2 separate regions of the Sus scrofa genome follow, and region 2 is linked to region 1. Evidence: chromatin contacts called from public Hi-C data. All regions are on one chromosome and are shown on one strand. Each heading gives the region's core, a stretch centred on a gene start, on an enhancer-like site or on the middle of the called end of the contact. The rest is flanking DNA. Distances are from core to core; before and after follow the strand shown.

What was found. Hi-C and Micro-C count contacts between places; a contact is called where the count stands out from the background.
Region 2: a contact with region 1 is called in a Hi-C map of liver, with 11 times the contacts expected there. The contact joins the promoter of ZNF470 here to the promoter of SMIM17 in region 1. A contact is called at or near these places in 2 of 47 Hi-C or Micro-C datasets (heart right ventricle and liver).

The regions. Positions count from the first base shown.
Region 1 is chr6:60,841,941-60,847,177 of Sscrofa11.1, reverse strand. SMIM17 (small integral membrane protein 17) reads left to right here and starts at 2,691. Exons shown (of 5, transcript XM_021095126.1): 1 at 2,691-4,245; 2 at 5,157-5,237.
Region 2 is chr6:60,878,668-60,883,904 of Sscrofa11.1, reverse strand. It overlaps ZNF470 (zinc finger protein 470), which reads left to right and starts at 2,869. Exons shown (of 3, transcript XM_013998861.2): 1 at 2,869-2,950.

The DNA.
Region 1 (5,237 bases), core at 1,442-3,941:
AATTACTTTCTGTTCAGACAGAAATGACCCAGGAACCTGGGCTCTAATACTCTGGCTGCACCCACTGCAGGGCCTGGCACACAGCCCACCTTGGAGAGCACTGTTCTGACTGCCCAGATCCCGGATCCAGACTGCCTGGGTCTGCATCTCGACGCTGCCACATCTTAGCACTGTGTCCCTGGGCAGGTCCTTAACCTCTCGGTCTCACCTGTAAGGTGAGGGGCATAATACCCCTAATTCGTAGGATTGTTCGAGAATTAAGTGAGTCTACAGAGAAAGACCAAGAATGGTTGCGGACGCGGGGCTTCCTGAGTGTGGTTAAGTCACACTAGCTCCCGCCCCACCGTGGGGGCCTTTTCTTTTGGGTGACTCGGTTTCCTTATCTGCAAAATGAGGAAGACGCAGTGCGCACTGGATTGGGGTGTCTCTCACTTTAGTATGCTTCGGCATCACCGATGGCTCAGGAGGGTCGGAGTTGGGCTTCCTGGGAGAGCGGGGCCCGAGGACCTGCATCTCTGACGACCTCTAGGTGGGCGACGCTGGCACTGCTGGAGCGCGGCATTCCTCTGTCGGGCATGGAGTACTCAGCTAAGCACTCAGCTCAACGCCGGGCACTGAGGAAACCAGCGCTCGGTGACTGCCAGCATCGGCGGCGGCGGCGGGACCGTCACTATTACCTAAACAGCAGTAAGAACGGAGCAGCAGCCCCGCAGCCCCCCACAGGTGCGGTCGGTCCTCACACCCACTGTCCAGGCCGGGAAACTGAGGCCCGCAGGGGATTCAGAGTCCCCTTCGGGATCCCTCCCGAGACCTGGGGTGCGTGGTCCTGCCGCACGAGAAAAACACGCCACACCAGGGAACCCCACGGGAGGTGCGGATTCGCCGGCTGCCGCCAGGCGGCGGCAGGGAGCAGGCTGGGATCCGGCCCGCGTCTGTCCGGCTAGAGCGAGGTCTGCGCCTGCGCGATCCCGCTGCTCCCGCCCCGCCCCCGCGCGAGGCCACGCCCACATCCGCGCTCCCAGGTGCCTCCGCGCGCTGAGTGGGTTGGGCGGGGACCGAGGGGGTGGGAGCGCAGGAGGGCGGGGATTGAGAAAGGAGGATGAGGGAAGCGAGGGAGTCGGGGAGACGGCGGGTGGCGGAGGCGAGGGAAACTGGAGAGAGGAGGGGGAGGCAGGAGGGAGGTGCGAGGAAACCGCGGGCGCTGTGGAAGGGAGGACAGGGGAAGTGCTTCGACGAGAGTAAAAGAACAGCAGGAACGGAGTAGACCTGCTCGGGAGACAGGCAGTGTTCGGAGCCTCGGTTTCCTCCGCCAAAAGGCTGCAGTCAGGAAAGCTCCCCTGTGTACAGGGTGGTTGTGTGGTTCACCTGAGTTAATTGGCCTCGAATCCTTTCAGCAGGACCTGGGGCCCTCCGAGCAGCGCTGTGCAACCGGTTCTGACCCGCGAGGTCCAATAGGTGGCCACTGGGTGTGCGCGGGCTGTCGAGCCCTTGCCATGGGGCTGGTGTGGCCATGGAACTGACTTTTTAGCTGTACTTAATTTGATAAATTAAAATTTTCGTAGTAACAGCTGCTGGCCCCCGAGTTGGATGGTGCAGCTCTAAAGCCTTCACTGTTTTCGTTATATATACTAAGTTTCTCTTATATTTTATAACGGTGTGATCCGAGGTGGATTAACTCTTTGAATCCTCACCATGTAGCTCTGAGTTGTACCCTCTCACTGGGTATAACAAGTCTTAATACTCCTATCACCCGAGTGTACTACGTACCAGCCCCCCCCCCCGCCAGAGAAACTTGGTACACGTATCCTGTCATTTAACTGCAGAAGAGGCTTAGATAGAGTGAATTTGCAGAAGGCCATAGGACACGGTCGGTAAGGTTGTGTTTTTGTCTTGATTTGGGTCTGAGCTAGAAGATCCTGAAGCTCCCAGAAACGGAGTAGGCAGGAGTTCCCGTCGTGGCGCAGTGGTTAAGGACCCGACTAGGAACCATGAGGTTGCGGGTTCGATCCCTGCCCTTGCTCAGTGGGTTAAGGTTCCGGTGTTGCTGTGGTGTAGGTTGCAGACGTGACTCAGATCTGGCTTGGCTGTGGCTGTGGTGTGGGCCAGTGGCTACAGCTCCAATTAGACCCCGAGCCTGGGAAGCTCCATATGCCGTGGGAGTGGCCCTAGAAAAGGCAAAAATAAAAAAAGGCAAAAAAAGAAAAAAAGAAATGGAGCAGGCAGAGCAGAATCCATCTGCCCTGAAGCGGTGGCCACCATCCCGGGGAACCTCTGGTCTTAGGACAGGGGCCCTCACACTATCTCTACCCATAAGCTGTTTTGTTTGTTTGTTTGAGGGTTTTTTTTTTTTTTGCTCCTCTTTCCCTCATTTCCTTTCTCCTTTAAAAATTTTCTCATTTTTGATATTAAAAATGACCTTTGGAGTTCCTGTTGTGGCTCAGAATAAATGAATCTGACTAGTATCTACTAGGCGTCAGGTTCAATCCTTGGCCTCCCTCAGTGGGCTAAGGATCGGGTGTTGTGGTGAGCTGTGGTGTAGGTCACAGACGAAGCTCAGATCTGGTGTTGCTGTGGCTGTGATGCAGGCCAGCAGCTACAGCACCGATTCAGCCACTAGCCTGGGAACCTCTATATGCCAGGGATGTGTCCCTAAAAATAGGCAAAAAATAAAATAAATTTTAAAGATAGTAAATTAAAAATGACCATGATTTTTTTCAGCTTCTTCTCTCAGGAGCTGGCCTCTATTTTCCCGTTCCCTGCGGTCGTCTTTGGGGGTTGTTTTGACTGATATAATACGGCAGAAGCGATGCTGAAGGACTTTGGAGGTTAGACTCTCAGATTCCAACACCAGTTCCAACGTGTATTTTTCCCCACAGCACCAAGCAGCTCGCCAATACCAGCGGGGAGTTGAAGACACTCTCTATACTGAGATGGCATTGGTTAGCCATAGCTAATTCTACCTACACCTTCCCAGAATGATTTTCCAGCCGGCACCTGCCCCCCTCCCCCCGCCACCATCACCAATGTGTAAGAGCACCTGTCTTAATTACTGCCTCACCCATGGTGAACAACAGCTGGGCGCTGCTAAGTTTTTGAATCTTAACTCATGAAAGAAAGCCAAGGTTGGGAGGCATAGAGATTGCTCATTGTTCCCCAAACTTGTCTACCTCTCCCACTGCCAGAACCCCTAAATTTTCGCTGCATTTCCCAGTCTTTCTTGCAGCTGGATGTGGTTCGGTGACTAGCTCTGACCTCTGAGGGGCAAAGGGCAGCATCAGGTGATAGCTTCCCAGGTAGACTGCTGCATTCAGGTTCTGGCTTTGTCATTTGTTCCCTGTTAAGGAACCTTGTTGGAAAGCAACTTGATTTCTCTGCACCTCCGTTTCCTCCTCTGTATAATGGGGATCAAGATAGTATCTACTGTATAGTGTGGTAATGAAGACACAAATGAAGTAATACAGTGAAACAGAACAGTTCCTGCCACGTAGAGGATTCCATGTGGTGTCATAATTATTCTTATCGTAATTTTATTATCACTTCCTAAGGTCGTCGTGAGGTTCAAGTGCAACCATACACCGTGGCTGTCATCAGGACAAGTTACCCTGGGGTTTACTGGTCTCCCAAGACCAGGGAGAAATATTAGGAGGAACTTAAATCCATCCATCTTCCCATCCACTCACCTCCACCAGCACCACCACCATAGGACGCTCTGTAGGGTTCCCGTTTTCTTCATCATAGATACTCATTTATCCAATAAATATTCCCCAATGCATGCAAATTCATAGGGCGCATTGTCCCTTTGCCCAGGTTTCTTTCAAGAGCTGCCTACAGGGCATGTGAGTGTTTATTTGTAGGGTGTCACCTGCTTTACAGAGAGAGGCAGGTGTGAAGTCAGGCTTTTTCACTGCTGAATGCAGCAAAGGGAGGTTGGTTACAGCAGAAATGTGTGCAGAGAGGGGGAGGAGAGAAGTAGGTCAAGAAGAAGCCTGAGTTGTTTTTCTTTTTTTCCTTTGTTCCTTTGCCGTTAGTGCTGAAGGGGTGTGGATGTGGGATTCCTGCATCCTCTGCTCAGCAGAATCTCAGCAGACAAGAGGCTTGGGGTGCACAGAGATTCATTCATTCAGCGACTCTCTGAGCACCTCCTCTTTCCAGACACTGTTCTAGGGGCTGGGAATCCAGCAGTGAGCCAGTCAAAGCCCTGTGTCCTGTGGAGCCATCACCACTGACTTCCGAGCACGGCCAAAGGTAATGAGGTGGAGGGTGAAGAGGGAGGCTGCTTCGGCTTTGGCTGTCTGGGAGGGGGCGTCTGAGCAGAGCCCCAGTATGGCTGTATGCATATCCGGAGGAAGCCTCCTCCAACCACAGAGTTCACTGGAGCCTTGCTTGGAAGTCCGGAAGAATTGGCAGCAAGGATCTGTCCTCAAGAGGTTGGTTAAATGGATTAGGATTCATCTGGGTAGGAAACGGTGAGGAAGAGTTGAGTATACTGACATGGAAGGAGCTCTGAGTAGTCTGTATTAAATGAAAAAAACAAACAAACAGGAGTTGACAACAGTGTATCCTGTATGCTCTCATTTGTGTTTTTAATAAGTATATACAGGGAGTTCCCTTGTGGAGCAGCAGGTTCAGGACCTCGTGCTGTCAATGCAGCAGCTCAGGTAGGTTTCCATGACAACTGACCATCTCTCCAGGATGGAAAGAAAAGAGGCTGGCTGCCCAAGAATGGGCTTGGGATCCTCTCTGAGGAGAGGACTCCTGTGGAGACTTGGGGCAAAGATGGCCCCAGTGTGACACTGCCAGCCACCCCACAGCCCCTCCCTGGAGAACGTGCAAACCCTACTTTTGGGTGAGGCTGAGAAGGGAAAAGTCTTCTCTTTTGGTGTTGAAAAGCCTTCTAAAGTAGGCTGTCCAGGGCATAAGAAAGCGCGGTGGGGAGCAGCTTTAGAGCCAAGGAGTCTCAGGTCTGAATCACACTTCTGCTATTTACTGGCTGTGTGTGAGCCAGGTAATTTGGTTTAATAGCTCTCAGCAGGGTGCCTACGGGCAGTTGGAATCAGCGGGTGAGCAAGCCCGTTTGTAATTCACCCATCGGAGGGGGATTTACCTTCTCCGAATCCCTTCTTTAAAAGTATTATTTTATTTTTATTTCTTAACAGTCAAGAAGTAGACATGTTTTCTCGGTCAGAAGTCAAAACATATTCAGAAAGCAAGATTTCCCATTGATGCCACTTGGACAA
Region 2 (5,237 bases), core at 1,620-4,119, 37 kb before region 1:
TTATTCCAGCAAAAGTTTACCAGGCAATGAAGGGGATGCAGGGCCCATCCACCTTGTGGCTCCTCCATTCCCAGGAACTTAGTTTTCATTTAAATCCTCAACATTTTGTAGGCAGATGAGGGACATAACATGTGTCTGATAAAGGACTCATCCCAATTACACAATGAATTCTTAAAACACAACAAGAAACCAACAGGTCAAAAATGGGCAAAGGAGAGAGCCTCCTTGCCTGCCTGCTTACATCTCTCACAAGCCTCCTATTTTTTTTTTTTTTTTTTTTTGTTTGGTTGGTTTTTTTGTTTGTTTGTTTTTATTGTCTTTTTGCCTTTTCTACGGCTGCTCCCTCAGCATATGGAGGTTCCCAGGCTAGGGGTCCAATCGGAGCTGTAGCCACCGGCCTACGCCACAGGCCCAGCCATGCGGGATCCAAGCCACGTCTACAAGCTACACCACAGCTCATGGCAACGCCAAATCTTTAACCCACTGAGCAAGGCCAGGGATCGAACCCGCAGCCTCATGGCTCCTAGTCGGATTCGTTAACCACTGAGCCACGATGGGAACTCCAAGCCTCCTATCTTAATAAATCTATTTCTTGACTATGAAAAGGGGGGGGCAAAGAATCTGAACAAACACCTCACCAAAGAAGATATACAGTTAGCAAATAGGCATAGATGCTCAGTATCATATGTCATTAGGTAACTGCAACTCAAAACAAATATGCCACCTCACACCTATTAAAATGGCAAAAATCCAAAAGCAATCAAAATACAAATGCTGGCGACGATGTGGGGGGGCCAGAGCTCTCATTCATTGCTGGTGGGAGTGCACTTTGGGAGACAATTTGGCAGTGTCTTACAAGGCTAAACATTGGCTTAACACACCATCCAGCAACCACACTCGTGGGTATTGACTCGAATTGGAAACGTGTCCACACAATAAGCTGCACATGGATGTTTTTAGCAGTTTTATGAAAGCAGTCAAGATGTCCTTTAGTAGATGAATGGAAAAACACTGTGGCACATGCAATAGCTTATTAGTTGACTAATACTAATAAATATTATTAATTTAATAACATTAATGATAAAAAGAAATGAGCTTTAAAGAAAACATGGAGAACCTTGGAGTTCCCATCGTGGCTCAGTGGTTAATGAATCCAACTAGGAACCATGAGGTTGTGGGTTCAAGCCCTGGCCGTGCTCAGTGGGTTAAGGATTTGGCGTTGCTGTGAGCTGTGGTGTAGGTTGCAGACTCGGCTTGGATCCCGTTGTTGCTGTGGCCCTGGTGTAGGCCGGTAGCTACAGCTCCGATTAGACCCCTAGCCTGGGAACCTCCATATGCTGCGGGAGCGGCCCAAGAAATGGCAAAAAGAACAAAAAACAAAAAACAAGAAAAAAACAACCATGGAGAACCTTAAATGCATATTAAATTCTAAGTGAAAGAAGCCATTCTGGAAGTCTATATATTACCTGATCCCAACTCTAGAACATTCTGGAACAGACAAAACTATGGAGATAGAAATAACAGGGGTTCATAAAGATGAAGAAGGACGAACAGGTGCAGCACAGGACATTTTTAGGGCAGTGAAACTATTCTATGTACTACTGTAATGGATACATATTCTTATACATTTCTCAAAACCCACATAAGTGTACAACACAAAGAGTAACCTTAATGTAAACTATGGAGTTTAGGTACTAATAATATATCAATATTGATTCATTAATTGTAACAAATGTACCACATTAATGCATAAATGTTTCCTATAAGTGGTTTTTGTTTGTTGCTTTTTGGGCCACAGCCACACCACATGGAAGTTCCCAAGCTAGGGGTCCAATCAGAGCTACAGCTGCCCACCTATGCCACAGCAACGTTGGATCCAAGCCAGGTTTACAAACTACACCACAGCTCATGGCAACACCGTATCCCCAACCTACTGAGTGAGGGCAGGGATCGAACCTCATGGATACTAGTCGGATTTGTTTCCACTGCACCACAACAGGAACTCCAGTTCCTGTGTTTTTTACAACTGCATGTGGATTATATTTATCTCAAAATAAAATATTTAAAGTCATAATCACCATTTAAGACTAGCTGCTGTTTCCATTTTTGTGGCCATTCAAACATTCAGCAAGTGTTTTTGTACTTGGCCTTGTGGTTTATGGTGTAAGAGTCCCAGCCAGGAAGCCAGATCCCTACCCCAGCTCCCCAACTGGTCTCTGGTGCCACCTCCCTTGTAGGCACCACTGTCCTCGTCTGGAAAGTTGCTTAATTGTAAGGATTAAATACGTGGTTCAAAAATCATAAAAAGCCAAAAACAGGAGCTGGCATATAGGAAACTCAGAAAAGGGGAATTTTTTTTTTTCTTATGATGACTTGCTACTTCTTGTCTCTGTATGCTTTATAAATCCTGTATGCTTTATAAATTTTCTACAAATCAGCATGATTATCACACTCAAGAAGGTTGCCCGCGGAGTTCCCTGGCTGCTCGGTGGGTGAAGGATCTGGTATTGTCACTGCTTTACCCCGCATGCCGTGGATGTGCCAAAAAATAATAATAAAAATAGGGGAGTTTTCTGAAAGAAAGAAAAAGAAAAGGAAAAGATGCCCAGGATGGTCCCTCAGTCCAGCCCGGAAGTCCGGAGTATGGTCCCCCCTCCCTCCCAGAGCAATCCCTCCCCACCTCCGCTTTTTCTCCTTCTTCCTCCCCTTCCTTCCCTCAATCACCAGCCACACCCCCATCCCGTTTGGCCGTGGTTCCGCTGCCGCGGGGGCCTCTGGGAGATGGAGGCGCGCGGTCGGGGCTCGGGCCTGCTCGGCTCCGTGGGTGCTGAGGCCTGAGCGGAGGCGGAGGCGCGCGGGCTTTTGGGAAGTGTAGTCCTCCCGACCGCGCAGGCGCAGTGCGACCCGGAGGGCCTAGGGCGCCGGTCGTTGTCCGGACAGAGCAGCGCTGGTGAGTCCGGCCCCGGGCAGGGCGGAGAGGTGGCGTGCTGACTGAGGGGAGGGCGTGAGGGCCAGCGGGGGTCGTGCTGACTGAGGGGAGGGCGTGAGGGCCAGCGGGGGTCGTGCTGACTGAGGGGAGGGCGTGAGGGCCAGCGGGGGTCGTGCTGACTGAGGGGAGGGCGTGAGGGCCAGCGGGGGTCGTGCTGACTGAGGGGTGGGCGTGAGGGCCAGCGGGGGTCGTGCTGACTGAGGGGTGGGCGTGAGGGCCAGCGAGGAACGTGCTGACTGAGGGGAGGGCGTGAGGGCCAGCGGGGGACGTGCTGACTGAGGGGTGGGCGTGAGGGCCAGCGGGGGACGTGCTGACTGAGGGGAGGGGCGGTCAGGCTCAGGAAAGGGGATTATGGACTGAGGAGAGGAGAGAGGCAGGTGCTTGCAGACCGAGGGGAGGGGGCGTGGGGAGGGATGTGAAGGCTCTGGGGGAGGGAATTGAGGGTTGAGGAGAGGATGTTCGGCCTGAGGGGAGACGTGCCGGCTCAGAGAGAGGGCTGTGAAGAGGCGTGCAGGAAGTTTACCCCGACAGTCTCATGGGATGCAGAAGGGGGTGAACCTGTGTGCACGTGTGTTGGCCCGAGACTGAACCTTTGACATCTGTTTGTGTGGATCTCCTTCTTTGTGAAGGCCGAGGAATATCCCGTGTGTGTGTGTGTGTGTGTGTGAGCGAGCCTACCAGCCTTGGTCTCCGTGGGTGTACTCTGTGTCTAGTCTTGCCTGTCCCTGTGAGGGGTTGTCTCTGGGTGACTGCCTATGTCCACATCCTTCATTGGTTGTGTGCGTGTGTCTGCCTGTATTTCTGTCCTCAGTGTCTCTGAGTGAGGATGTCATCCAGGTGTCCCCCTGTCTCATCTGCCCAGCAGGTCTCCTGGCCTGGGGTCCTCAGATTCCCCAGCCTCTTCCTGCCCCTCAGAGCCTTCTCTGGCTCATGGGAGAATCTGGAAGGTTGAGGGGGCAGGAAGTGTGTGGGTGACAAGATAGGGGATGGGGAGGCTGTTTCTTCTATTGCCTCTCAAAAGTCTTCTTAAATGAGGATCAGAGACCCCTACAACCTCCTGACCAGGGTTGATTTGTTTATGGAATGTGTATTGTGTATTGTGCTATTTTGGGCATTTTGTGGGGACTACCTCATTTATAAGACTCCCAGTAACTCCAGGGTAAGGACCTCATCATCCGCATTTCACACATGGGGAAACCAAGGCTCAGTGATTTAAGTGAGTGACCAAACTCGCCACCCAGGCGTCTGGGTTCCAGAGCTCCCACGCTTAGCCACCAGACAAATGGGAAATCCTTTTTTCCTTTCAGCTCATCCGACACAGAGTTGAAGGATTTTTTTTTTTTTTTTTTTCTTCCCCTCATGGGAACCTTACCCTTAGAAACAATGGAAGGAAGGAAATGCCAGAAAACTCGAGGAAGGAGAGGAAGGAGGGAGCCACTGGCTTTGCAGCCACACAGATCTCAGGCCACATGTGTTCAACAGTCATCAACCCCCTGCAAGTCACTTCTCAGACATTTCTCTGTGCCTTTGTTGCCTTTGTGGGCTCCCCTCTTTTTTTTTAATTAAAAAATGTATAGTTTATGATTGATATAAAAACAAGTATAATCCAGGCTGGATTGGATCCACCTCTTTAAAAAAAAAATGATTTTAAAGAAATTAAGACATTCTTTTGAGCCTCTACAGATAAGTTACTTCCTAGGTAAGTTGGCTCTGGTCACATCCCTATCCAGCCAGATCCAGTATTGACTTCACAGTGCAGGGATGGGAGTCAGATGGAGATCGCCAGTCCAGAAAGAATACATTTTGTTTGTTTGTTTGTTTAAGTGAAGTATAGATTTATAATGTTGTGTTAATTTCTGCTGTACAGTAAAGTAACTCAGATATACATTCTTTTTCAGATTCTTTTCTATATAGGTTATTACAGAATATTGAGTACAGTTCCCTGTGCTATACAGCAGGTTCCTGTTGACCATCCATTCCATATACAGTAGTGTGCATATGCCAGTCCCAAATTTCCAGTCCATCCCTCCCTCCACCTCTCCCCTTTGGTAATCTTAAGTTTGTTTTCTGAGTTTGCTTCTGTTTTGTAAACAAGTTCATTTGTATCATTTTTTTAGATTCCACATGTAAGTGATATCATGATATTTATCTTTATCTGGCTTACTTCACGTAGTATGATAATCTCTAGGTCTATCCATGTTGCTGGAAATGACATTGTTTTGTTCTTTTTTATGATTGAGTAGTATTT